2 separate regions of the Sus scrofa genome follow, and region 1 is linked to region 2. Evidence: chromatin contacts called from public promoter capture Hi-C data. All regions are on one chromosome and are shown on one strand. Each heading gives the region's core, a stretch centred on a gene start, on an enhancer-like site or on the middle of the called end of the contact. The rest is flanking DNA. Distances are from core to core; before and after follow the strand shown. Region 1 holds the start of BHLHE22 (class E basic helix-loop-helix protein 22). Region 2 holds the start of ARMC1 (armadillo repeat containing 1).

The links. Promoter capture Hi-C pulls out the DNA fragments that hold promoters and counts their contacts.
Region 1: a contact with region 2 is called in a promoter capture Hi-C map of fetal skeletal muscle, with 7 times the contacts expected there. The contact joins the promoter of BHLHE22 here to the promoter of ARMC1 in region 2. A contact is called at or near these places in 4 of 5 promoter capture datasets (fetal liver, fetal skeletal muscle, liver and 1 more) and 1 of 2 datasets of contacts at active chromatin or transcription factors (skeletal muscle).

What each region holds. Positions count from the first base shown.
Region 1 is chr4:69,801,629-69,806,304 of Sscrofa11.1, reverse strand. It overlaps BHLHE22 (class E basic helix-loop-helix protein 22), which reads left to right and starts at 2,930. Exons shown (of 1, transcript XM_003481394.4): 1 at 2,930-4,676. The coding sequence starts at 2,996. The coding sequence ends at 4,105.
Region 2 is chr4:68,980,592-68,985,507 of Sscrofa11.1, reverse strand. It overlaps ARMC1 (armadillo repeat containing 1), which reads right to left and starts at 2,465. Exons shown (of 7, transcript NM_001190196.1): 1 at 2,277-2,465.

The DNA.
Region 1 (4,676 bases), core at 1,681-4,180, 820 kb before region 2:
CTTACACAGTTTCCCAAAGCTAAGTTTCCAGGGACTATTAAGCAGCCACCTCCTCCGGGGAGACCAAGGGGATTTTCTCGAACCGGCAAAGAAAGAGATTTGGAGCTCCGACAGAGTAATATAAAGTTGAGCGAAAGTTTGTTTTAGAAGGTTGGATGGCCGGGGAGGGGGAGAAAGGAGGGCGTGGAAGTGGGGTCGGGGTGGGGTGTCACTGGGTGCTCTCTATGTGAGTTATACTGGGAGGGTCGGAATCTAGCCAGAGTAAGCCTCCCCCTTGCGGCTTTTGGTGGTGGCCCCCTGCTCGGCCATTCCTGTCCAACTGGGCACAGCCCTTTGTGGCGCTCGTAGCTAAGACCGAGTTGCCACCCGGCCCGGACGTGGGAGCTCCTGCGCCTTTCTAGTGCCCACTTAGTGGCCGGCAGGGATCCAGGCGTCCTGAGGGAAGTGGCTGAGCATCAGAAAGACAGGCTGGGCGGAGAATCGAGTCAGACACCCCCGGAAACATGTCTCCACTCCTCCCAGAGCCACGACGGTGCCAGCCTTGGACCTCCCGCAAGTGGCCAGAGTTCTTTGGTCAGTTAGTATCAGGCACACACGACTCACCTCTGTTTACAGAGAAGCTTTGTTTATGAAGCCGGTGAAAAACAAAGCTGCTAATTGGAAAACAGTAACAAGAGCGTGTCTTTAGCTTCCTAAAGCGGGAGGTTAACAGCTGCGCGCGCCAGGGGGAGGGAGGGGGTGGGGAAGCTGCGAGCGAGGGGCCGCCCCGCACGTCGACGTGCTTTGGGGTCCCCAGCGAGACACGTGAGCCGGCTGGAGCCTTCCAGAGCCGCCCGCCCGGGTCCCAAGCTCGAAAGCCTCCCGCAGCCCGCTTACTCTTTCGTAATCTTTGGGTTCTAGTCAATAGGACGGCGCGAAAGTAACCTACGACGGCGTAGCATGTCCATGCCCAAGAGACTGAATCTCTGGCAATTATTTTGGAAAGATACCTCTGGGCCCCTTTGCCTCCTTTCCAGGTGAAAATGCAGACGTTTCTGTGTCGTCCTCGCCCCTCCTTTATGAAATAAGGCGCCCAACTGTTCTGATATTACCATTCAAAAACAGGTTCTGTGGCGAACCTCATTTGTGAATCTATTACAGAGATTAATAGATTATTTCTCCTTTTTCAACTAATTCTCAGTGGGGAAATTTAACCATATGGTAAGGAGAGAATTAGAATTTCATCACATTAGAGCAAAATGTAATGAAAAGAGTCCAACACCTGGGGCCAACTCTGAAAGCCACAATTAAAAGGTTTTTAATGAGACCAGAGAAACCCAAAATTTCATAGGCTTCAGTAATTCTGCCACATAAGAAAGATTTATTGGCGGTGTTGGGAAATATTGTTTTTACTTATGTCATAAGGATGAAAACCAGCCGCTAAATACCATGTACTCCCAGACATGGGACGCAGGAGCTGGAGGACCGCGTGTACTGTTTCCCATCCTGAGAGGAGCACTTGTTTTCACACTTCTCCCTTTGCTCTTCCTCCAAAAACAACCGCAGCAGACTCAGACGTCCCTGAATGGCTTCCTTGCTGCGGCGGCGACATTTCCAGCTAAATAAATATGCACAAATGCCCCACTTGGTTCGTGAGAGGATTTGACTCCTGGTGAAGTTGACTATTCTAAAACAACTGGATTTTAATCTTGAAGAAAGTTTCAGCAAACAGTTCTTTCCTGTTTAGGAAATCCCTGTGCTTCATAACCACCATCACTGGAACAGCTATTTGGAGACCGCGGCAAAAGCGCACCCCCCCCCTTAAAAAAATCTAATGGGCTGCATAATCACCTTGCTCTTTATTTTGTTTTGTTTTCCCAATCTGGGACGGGAATGGGCAAGGGGGAGGGGGGCTAGGGCGGAATAAAGCAGTGTGTTCAAGTTGGGTGGGGGGGCGATTGCTTTGGTCCCTTACTAGCTAAAAATCTTGGGGGCAAGCCAGCGGGGACACCACAGGGACACCACCTGCCCCCCCCCCAAAGTCCCATCTCCAATCTAGACCAGAGTCATCCTATGAACAAGGGTGGAGTAGCGTCTCGCCTGGAAGGGCCATGTGGCACAAGATGAGACCGCAGTGGCGAGGGAAGGGCAGTGGGGGGTGGGGTACGGGGGGGGACGTCTGCTTTCCATGGGACTCCCGGGCTTCGCCGCAGATCCACAATTTGCTGAAGGAGCAAAGAACATCCTCGGCTCTAAGTAGGGCTTTTAGTGTGCTCATTGATGAGTGAAAGTCGCCACACATGTCAAGCTAAAGGCAGTTGTTGGGTTACTAACAGGACCCAGCGCCTTGCAAACATATGCGCTAAGCTGTGTATACAGATGGCAGGCAGAATAATGGAGCAGGCGCCTTTTATAAAGCGCTAGCTGCTGCCTGTCTTCAGACCTGGGAAATGAAACTATTCAGACTCGCGGCCAGATAGCGCCTGCGATTGTTTGTTACCGTTTTAATCCTATTAATTAAAACGTTAACCTGATTGGGTAGAAAGCGCTGTCCCAACAGGCGACTCTTCTTCATAATAACCTACTCAGAGATAATGATGTAAAAGACTCCCCCGTCTGTGGCAGCGGCTGGTTGATGGGTCCGGAAATCTCTTGAAGGTGAATCCAAGCAAGATAAACGGTGCGGAGAGGAGGCGCGGGGCTGGGCTCAGAGCGGCGGCGGCGGCGGCTCCACTCCCTCCGCGCCCACCCTCCCACCATGCGGGGCCGCGGCCCATGGTGAGCCCCAGCAGCCAGCACCACCGGCTGGAGACGAAGAGGAAGAAGAAGAGGAGGCGGCGAGCGCGGGGGAAGGCGAAAAAGAAAAAGAAGGGGAGAGGGCTGCACTCAGCACCGGGACCGACGCACGCACCAGCCCCGGAGCCCGGCTCGGGTGCGTCTTCGGCGCCGCCTGCCTCCCGAGCCGAGGCGGCGGCGGCCGGCGCGGCGGGCCCGGGCTGCGCGCCGGCGCCGGACCATGGAGCGCGGGCTGCACCTCGGCGCGGCCGCCGCGGGCGAAGACGACCTCTTCCTGCACAAGAGCCTGAGCGCCTCCGCCGCCAAGCGCTTAGAGGCGGCTTTCCGCTCCACGCCCCCGGGCATGGACCTGTCCCTGGCGCCGCCGCCTCGGGAGCGCCCGGCGTCCTCCTCCTCGTCGCCCCTGGGCTGCTTCGAGCCGGCTGACCCCGAGGGGGCAGGGCTGCTGCTGCCGCCGCCCGGGGGAGGCGGCGGTGGCGGCGCGGGAGGAGGCGGCGGCGGCGGCGGGGTGGGCGTCCCGGGGCTGCTGGCGGGCTCTGCCGGCGTTGGGGGCGACCCTAGCCTGAGCAGCCTGCCGGCCGGGGCCGCCCTATGCCTCAAATACGGCGAGAGCGCCAGCCGGGGCTCGGTGGTCGAGAGCAGCGGCGGCGAGCAGAGCCCCGACGACGACAGCGACGGCCGCTGCGAGCTGGTGCTGCGGGCCGGGGGCGCCGACCCGCGGGCCTCCCCGGGCGCGGGAGGCGGCAGCGCCAAGGCGGCCGAGGGCTGCTCCAACGCCCACCTCCACGGCGGCGCCAACGCCCCCCCGGGGGGCCCGGGCGGCGGCGGAGCAGGCGGCGGGGGTGGTGGCGGCAGCGGCGGCAGCGGCGGCAGCGGCGGCAGCAGCAAGAAATCCAAAGAGCAAAAGGCGCTGCGGCTCAACATCAACGCCCGGGAGCGCCGGCGGATGCACGACCTGAACGACGCGCTGGACGAGCTGCGCGCGGTGATCCCCTACGCGCACAGCCCCTCGGTGCGGAAGCTCTCCAAGATCGCCACGCTGCTGCTCGCCAAGAACTACATCCTCATGCAGGCGCAGGCCCTGGAGGAGATGCGGCGCCTCGTCGCCTACCTCAATCAGGGCCAGGCCATCTCGGCCGCCTCGCTGCCCAGCTCCGCGGCGGCGGCGGCGGCGGCCGCTGCCCTGCACCCGGCTCTCGGCGCCTACGAGCAGGCTGCCGGCTACCCTTTCAGTGCCGGGCTGCCCCCGGCCGCCTCCTGCCCGGAGAAGTGCGCCCTGTTCAATAGCGTCTCTTCCAGCCTCTGCAAACAGTGCACGGAGAAGCCTTAAACGCCCCCCTCCCCGGAAAAAAAAAAAAAACAGCAAAACACAAGACCGACCCCCAAGCTAGAGGAAAGTGAAAAGCTGCCCCCACCCCCCTTATTTGGTCCTCTCGTAGTTGTGAAACACTTGCAGAGCAAACAAAGCAGAGGCGAGAACTGAGAAGTATCAGAGACAAACGGGACTTCCAGCCCTGACATCCCCAGAATTTCGGTCTTTAGGGTGGGCAGGGCGGGAGGAGGGAGGTGGAGTTGGGGTGGAGGACGGATGTCTTTTTTCACGGAAAAGTGGCAACTTTGGTGGCAGCTTAGATCGCGAGGAAGCAGAGTTTCCCTTTAAGGTTAAATATAAGTTGGGATGTAGTCGTTATTAAGCGTGGAGAGTTACATGGCAAAATAGTAATCCTACTACTAATTGTGAAATTGGCTAGAGGGAGAGAGGAAGAGTTCGGGTTTGGGTGGGTTGTGGGACGGAGTATTCATTCAGACAAATCAGAAAGGGCACTTGAAAATAAATTTTGATTCTGAGCCAGGAGAAAAACTTGAAATGTAGATTTATTTAAGTGAAAAAAAAAAAAAAG
Region 2 (4,916 bases), core at 1,216-3,715:
GGTGTAAATACTTTCCACAAATTAATGAGTTAGTTTAATACTAATTCCAAAAACAATGCCAAGTGGGAGAGGTAGCAGCCTGGGAACAAAACTATTCTCCAGAAAAGTTATTACAAGTTATTTGTGGGGAAGAAGGTAATAGAGCAGAAATGGCCTTCCCATGTATTAAAATATATGAAGATAAAGAGTAAAGTAGTAGTGGATGTGGGGGGCGGTGGTTGAGAAGGACTTCTCCCAGGAAAGCTGTTTATACATTTCATCTAAGAAAGCAGGCTCTGGTGGAGTCAGACCCAGGCTCTACCACTTGATAAATGATTTCAGGCAGATCACTTAATCTCTTTATCTCAGTTTCTTCATCTGTAAAATGGGGTTAATCAGAGCAGCTATCAAGTGGTATGGGGTGTCCAAAGAAATAATACACAAAAGGCTGAGGGCACTTGGCACATGTTAAATGTTTAATAAACAATGGCTGTAAGTTACAGGGAGCCAAAACTCAATGAAAAAGAGTAAGGCTATTCAATTAATGATACGAGAATAACTTCTAAGCAATTTAAAACCAATCTAAGGATCTTTAATTCATAACACATGGGGGGGTTCATATCCCAGACAAAATATTTTAAAAGTTAAATTTTCGAAGTTTGCAAGAAAGCGCAAAATAAAGGACTCAGAGAAAAAAAGTTTTAACAGGATATTATTTGGGAGGTAGTCTTCTCAAAATAAAATATCATTACTTCAGCCATTTTAAAAAGGATTTAAAAAACAAAAAGCAACAGACTGAAAACATTGAGATTTCTTGATTAAAGGGTTTGCCTCTTAGATGCCTCTATTATCAACACTCTGTTTACAAACCAACTTAAGCATGGGCTAATGTCCTGTCACCATTACAAATCCCATACAAAAATGAAATCTGCAGAGCCAACCACTGGCCCAGAGGGCCAGGAACCAGGCTAGTGATAGCCTTTGGCACACAACAGTGGCCTTGCAATTGGAGAGCTCCACCTCATCTATAGAGTACTTACAGGACTACTCAGTGGGAATGTTTCTGAAAAAGTTATAGCCTTTCCCATTCCTTTAAGATGAACAAAAGCCACGAGTTAAAACTTCCAATCTCATCATCCCACTGACAAGGAAGAAGTTCCAATTAGGATCCACCCAGGAAAAAGTAGGGAATAACACAAAGTTTTACACTGTCTTTGTTTAGTTCAATTGAGACAAATCATTTTAAGTAAATACATGAACCTCAAACTTTAACAAACATTCTTGTTGCCTGTGGAATATTGTTACAAAAGCCAATTCTGATTCAGTAGGTGGGGTGAGGACTGAGATTCTGTAGTTCCAACAAGCTCCCAGGTGAAATCTATGCTGCTAGTCAGAGACCCACACTTTGAGAAGCTGAGTCAGTAATAGATGTATGTGAGGCACCTGTCATGAAACACCTGATTTTGTTTCAGCCAAATTTACCATTCACCTCAAAGGATTATTTAGCTCTCACAGAGCTTCAGAAAATACACATAACGTAAATCCACATTCAATTAAGCGAGTTTTGTAAAAAAATAAGTAAGCATTAACATCAGATCTGGCTTTCCCTTTCCTAGCAACCAACTGTAACTCTTTGAGAAGGTGGGTTACCTCCTCTGAGCCTTACTTTCTTCTCATAACAATACTGAGTAGTTGTCAGGATCCAAGAAAATTAGAACTTGGGATATTGATAAGCGTACCAGCAATTACTAAACAAGAACAATGCCTGATCCTATAGGCACTTCTATTCGGCCAGGTGTCGCGGGAAGCTGTGCACTGCCCTAACCCACCAAGACACTAGCACGAAAGGAGATGCAAGAACGCCTCCAAAAACAGTTTTTAAAATAGAAATGTGAACGCTGATCTCTCTTGAATGAAGCCAAACACAACGATGTCCTTCAGCTCTCAGAAGACAGGTAGGTGCACAAAACCAAAAGAAAGTTACCAAAGAAAAACCTGGAGAGATAGATGAAGAAGTGAGATGACAGCCATTAGTAATGCTGGGGTTCCTAAAAATCGGACTGCAGGGGACGGTGAGAAAGTGAACAGAGATAACATTTTAACGGGACCCATGGAAGTCGGGCGCTTTAAGAGCCTAATGGGACTCACAGCTGGGTCTTGGCAAGAGGCGGGCAGAGACCCCCCTCCCGCCCCCGCCGCCCGCCCAGCCCAGGCTGATTCGCCCATGGGTGCAGGGGACGCTTTCTGCGGCCTTCCTGGCTCCACCGCTTTGTCTGCAGTCTCTGGACTCTACTTACCGCTTCAGGGTTCTAAGAATCCAGAGCCTGCCTCACCATCAGGGACACACCAACGGATGAGGTAGAGGTATCCGGGAGGCACAGAGCAGCTCCCTCCTTCCAAGACGGCCTCAGCGTGGGAAGACTACCACACCGACTCCAGGAGCCAAAGAGCGAGGGCGCTGGCGGGGAAAGGCTCTACGGACTCTCTCCCATGACCCAGTCACCTCCGCCGGTTCTGCACTCCTATTGGCTTATACCGTCCCAAAGCAAGAACAAGAAATCCAATCGACAAAGGCTTTCTTAGGAAAAAGCGTTCATTGGTGAGCAAGGGAAAGGCCCGAAGTGTTGAACGGGAGGGTCCAATGAGAACCCGAGAACAGTGGATTGGCCCAAACGACTTTCCGTCCATAAATCTCTAAACGCTGAACGATGATACCAGCTAAGAAAGAGTCACACATCTCCGACTACAATTCCCACCGTTCTGGTGCTGGAGCAGCCTCTCCGCGCCTTAGCTCAGAAATTCAAATTGAAAGTTTCCACTCTAGCAACTCTCTCAGGACGAAGCAGTTTTGTGATATTTCATTAGCTTCTGTGAGTTGTAATTCAGAATCTTAAATTTTTTTTTTTTTGCGTTTTTGCTAAGAACATTAGCACCATCTTCCTAGTAGCTCAAAGGTTGCAGGGGTGTTTTTTTTTTTTTTGGTGTTGTTATTTTAAAAAGAAACTTATTTTGGAATTTGGGGGGTAAGGAAGAGGTTTCTGATGAGAGAATGTTCTCAAATTCGTGAAGAATTTTTTTTTTTTTTTGTCTTTTTGTTTTTTGCCATTTCTTGGGCCGCTTCCACGGCATATGGAGGTTCCCAAGCTAGGGGTCGAATTGGAGCTGTAGCTGCCGGCCTACGCCACAGCCACAGCAACGTGGGATCCGAGCCGCGTCTGCAACCTACACCACAGCTCACGGCAACGCCGGAGCCTTAACCCACCGAGCAAGGCCAGGGATCGAACCCACAACCTCATGGTTCTTAGTCGGATTCGTTAAGCACTGAGCCACGCCGGGAACTCCTTTGAAGAAGTATTTTTAAAACAGTGTCTTGTATTAAGTTTATCAAAGCAAAGTTTAAATACTTGTCTGAGAGTAATGCTTCCCTTGCCCTCGGTAACCTCACTGAATAGATTCTGGATTCTCTTTCATAGGTTGGTTTTTTTTTTTTTTTTTTTTTTTTTTTTTTGGTCTTTTATGCCTTTTTAGAGCCGCCTCCCGCGGCATATGGAGGTTCCCAGGCTAGGGGTCTTGTCGACGCTGTAGCCGCCGGGCTACGCCAGAGCCACAGAAACGTGGAGTCCGAGCCCACTGAGCAAGGGCAGGGATCGAATCCGCAACCTCATGGTTCCTAGTCGGATTGGTTAACCACTGTGCCACGTGGGGAACATCTTTCATAGGTTGATTCTGCACCATAACCTCATATAGTTAAGTCAGAAGGAATTTGAGAGCCCTCTGATGGAAAAAGAGTGTGAGAGAGAATATCCCAACTTGTATTCTCTGCTAATTTCTCCAGTACTTCGTCCTAAGTGAATTTGAAAACCAGGGAGTTCCCATCGTGGAACATAAGTTAAGAATCCAGCCGCAGCAGAGTCAGAGCAGACTCTGGGTTTGATCCCCCAGGAGGCACAGAGGGTTAAAGATCTGGCCCTGCAGCTGTGGCATAGGTCACACTTGGGTCTTGATTTCATCCCTGGCCTAGGAGCTTCCATGTGCTGGGTGCAGCCAATAAATAAATAAAAAGAGAAAAAAAGAAGTAAGTAAGTTCCCTTGTGGCTCAGTGGAAACGACTCTGACTAGTATCGATGAGAAAGTAAGTTCGATCCCTGGCCTTGCTCAGCGGGTTAAAGATCTGGCTTTGCCTTGAGCTATGGTGTGGGTTTGCAGAGGCAGCTGGGATCTGACATTGCTGTGGGCTGTGATATAGGCTGGCAGCTACAGCTCTGATTCAACCCCTAGCCTTGGAACCTCCATATGCTGTGGGTGTTGCCCTAAAAAGACAAAAAAAAAATTTTTTTTAAGTTACTTCTGCTCAAATGTCCTTGCCTTTCCTTATTATTGGTTATCCTTCTAATAAGAAGAGAAAAGGAGCAAAATAGAGTAGAAAATGTCTCTTTCACACCATTTGACATATAGCAAAAACACGTCTGGCTGGTTTCTGCTTCCCAAAGTCACAGGAGGGAGTGGTAGTAATGAGTACTGAGTCCAAAATAAAAAGAGATGATGCATAGGTCCAGTGTTTGAAGCACCAGTCTCATTTGTAACACTCAACCAAACCAATTAACTGCTACACCAGAGGAAAAAGAAAAAACCCTAAATATAGAAAGCTGTAAAAAAAACTAAAAAGTCCAGAAGGGAGGCTCAGGTTCAACATAACCCATTTGACTAAATAAAATTTCCTTCAGTATTGTTATTAAAAACAATAAGCCAGGGGAGTTCCTGTCATGGCGCAGTGGAAACAAATCTGACTAGGAACCATGAGGTTTCAGTTCAATCCCTGGCCCCAATCAATGGGTTAAGGATCTGGCGTTGCCGTGAGCTGTGGTGTAGGTCTCAGACATGGCTTGGTTCCCGTGTTGCTATGGCTGTGGTGCAGGCTGGCTGCTACAGCTCTGATT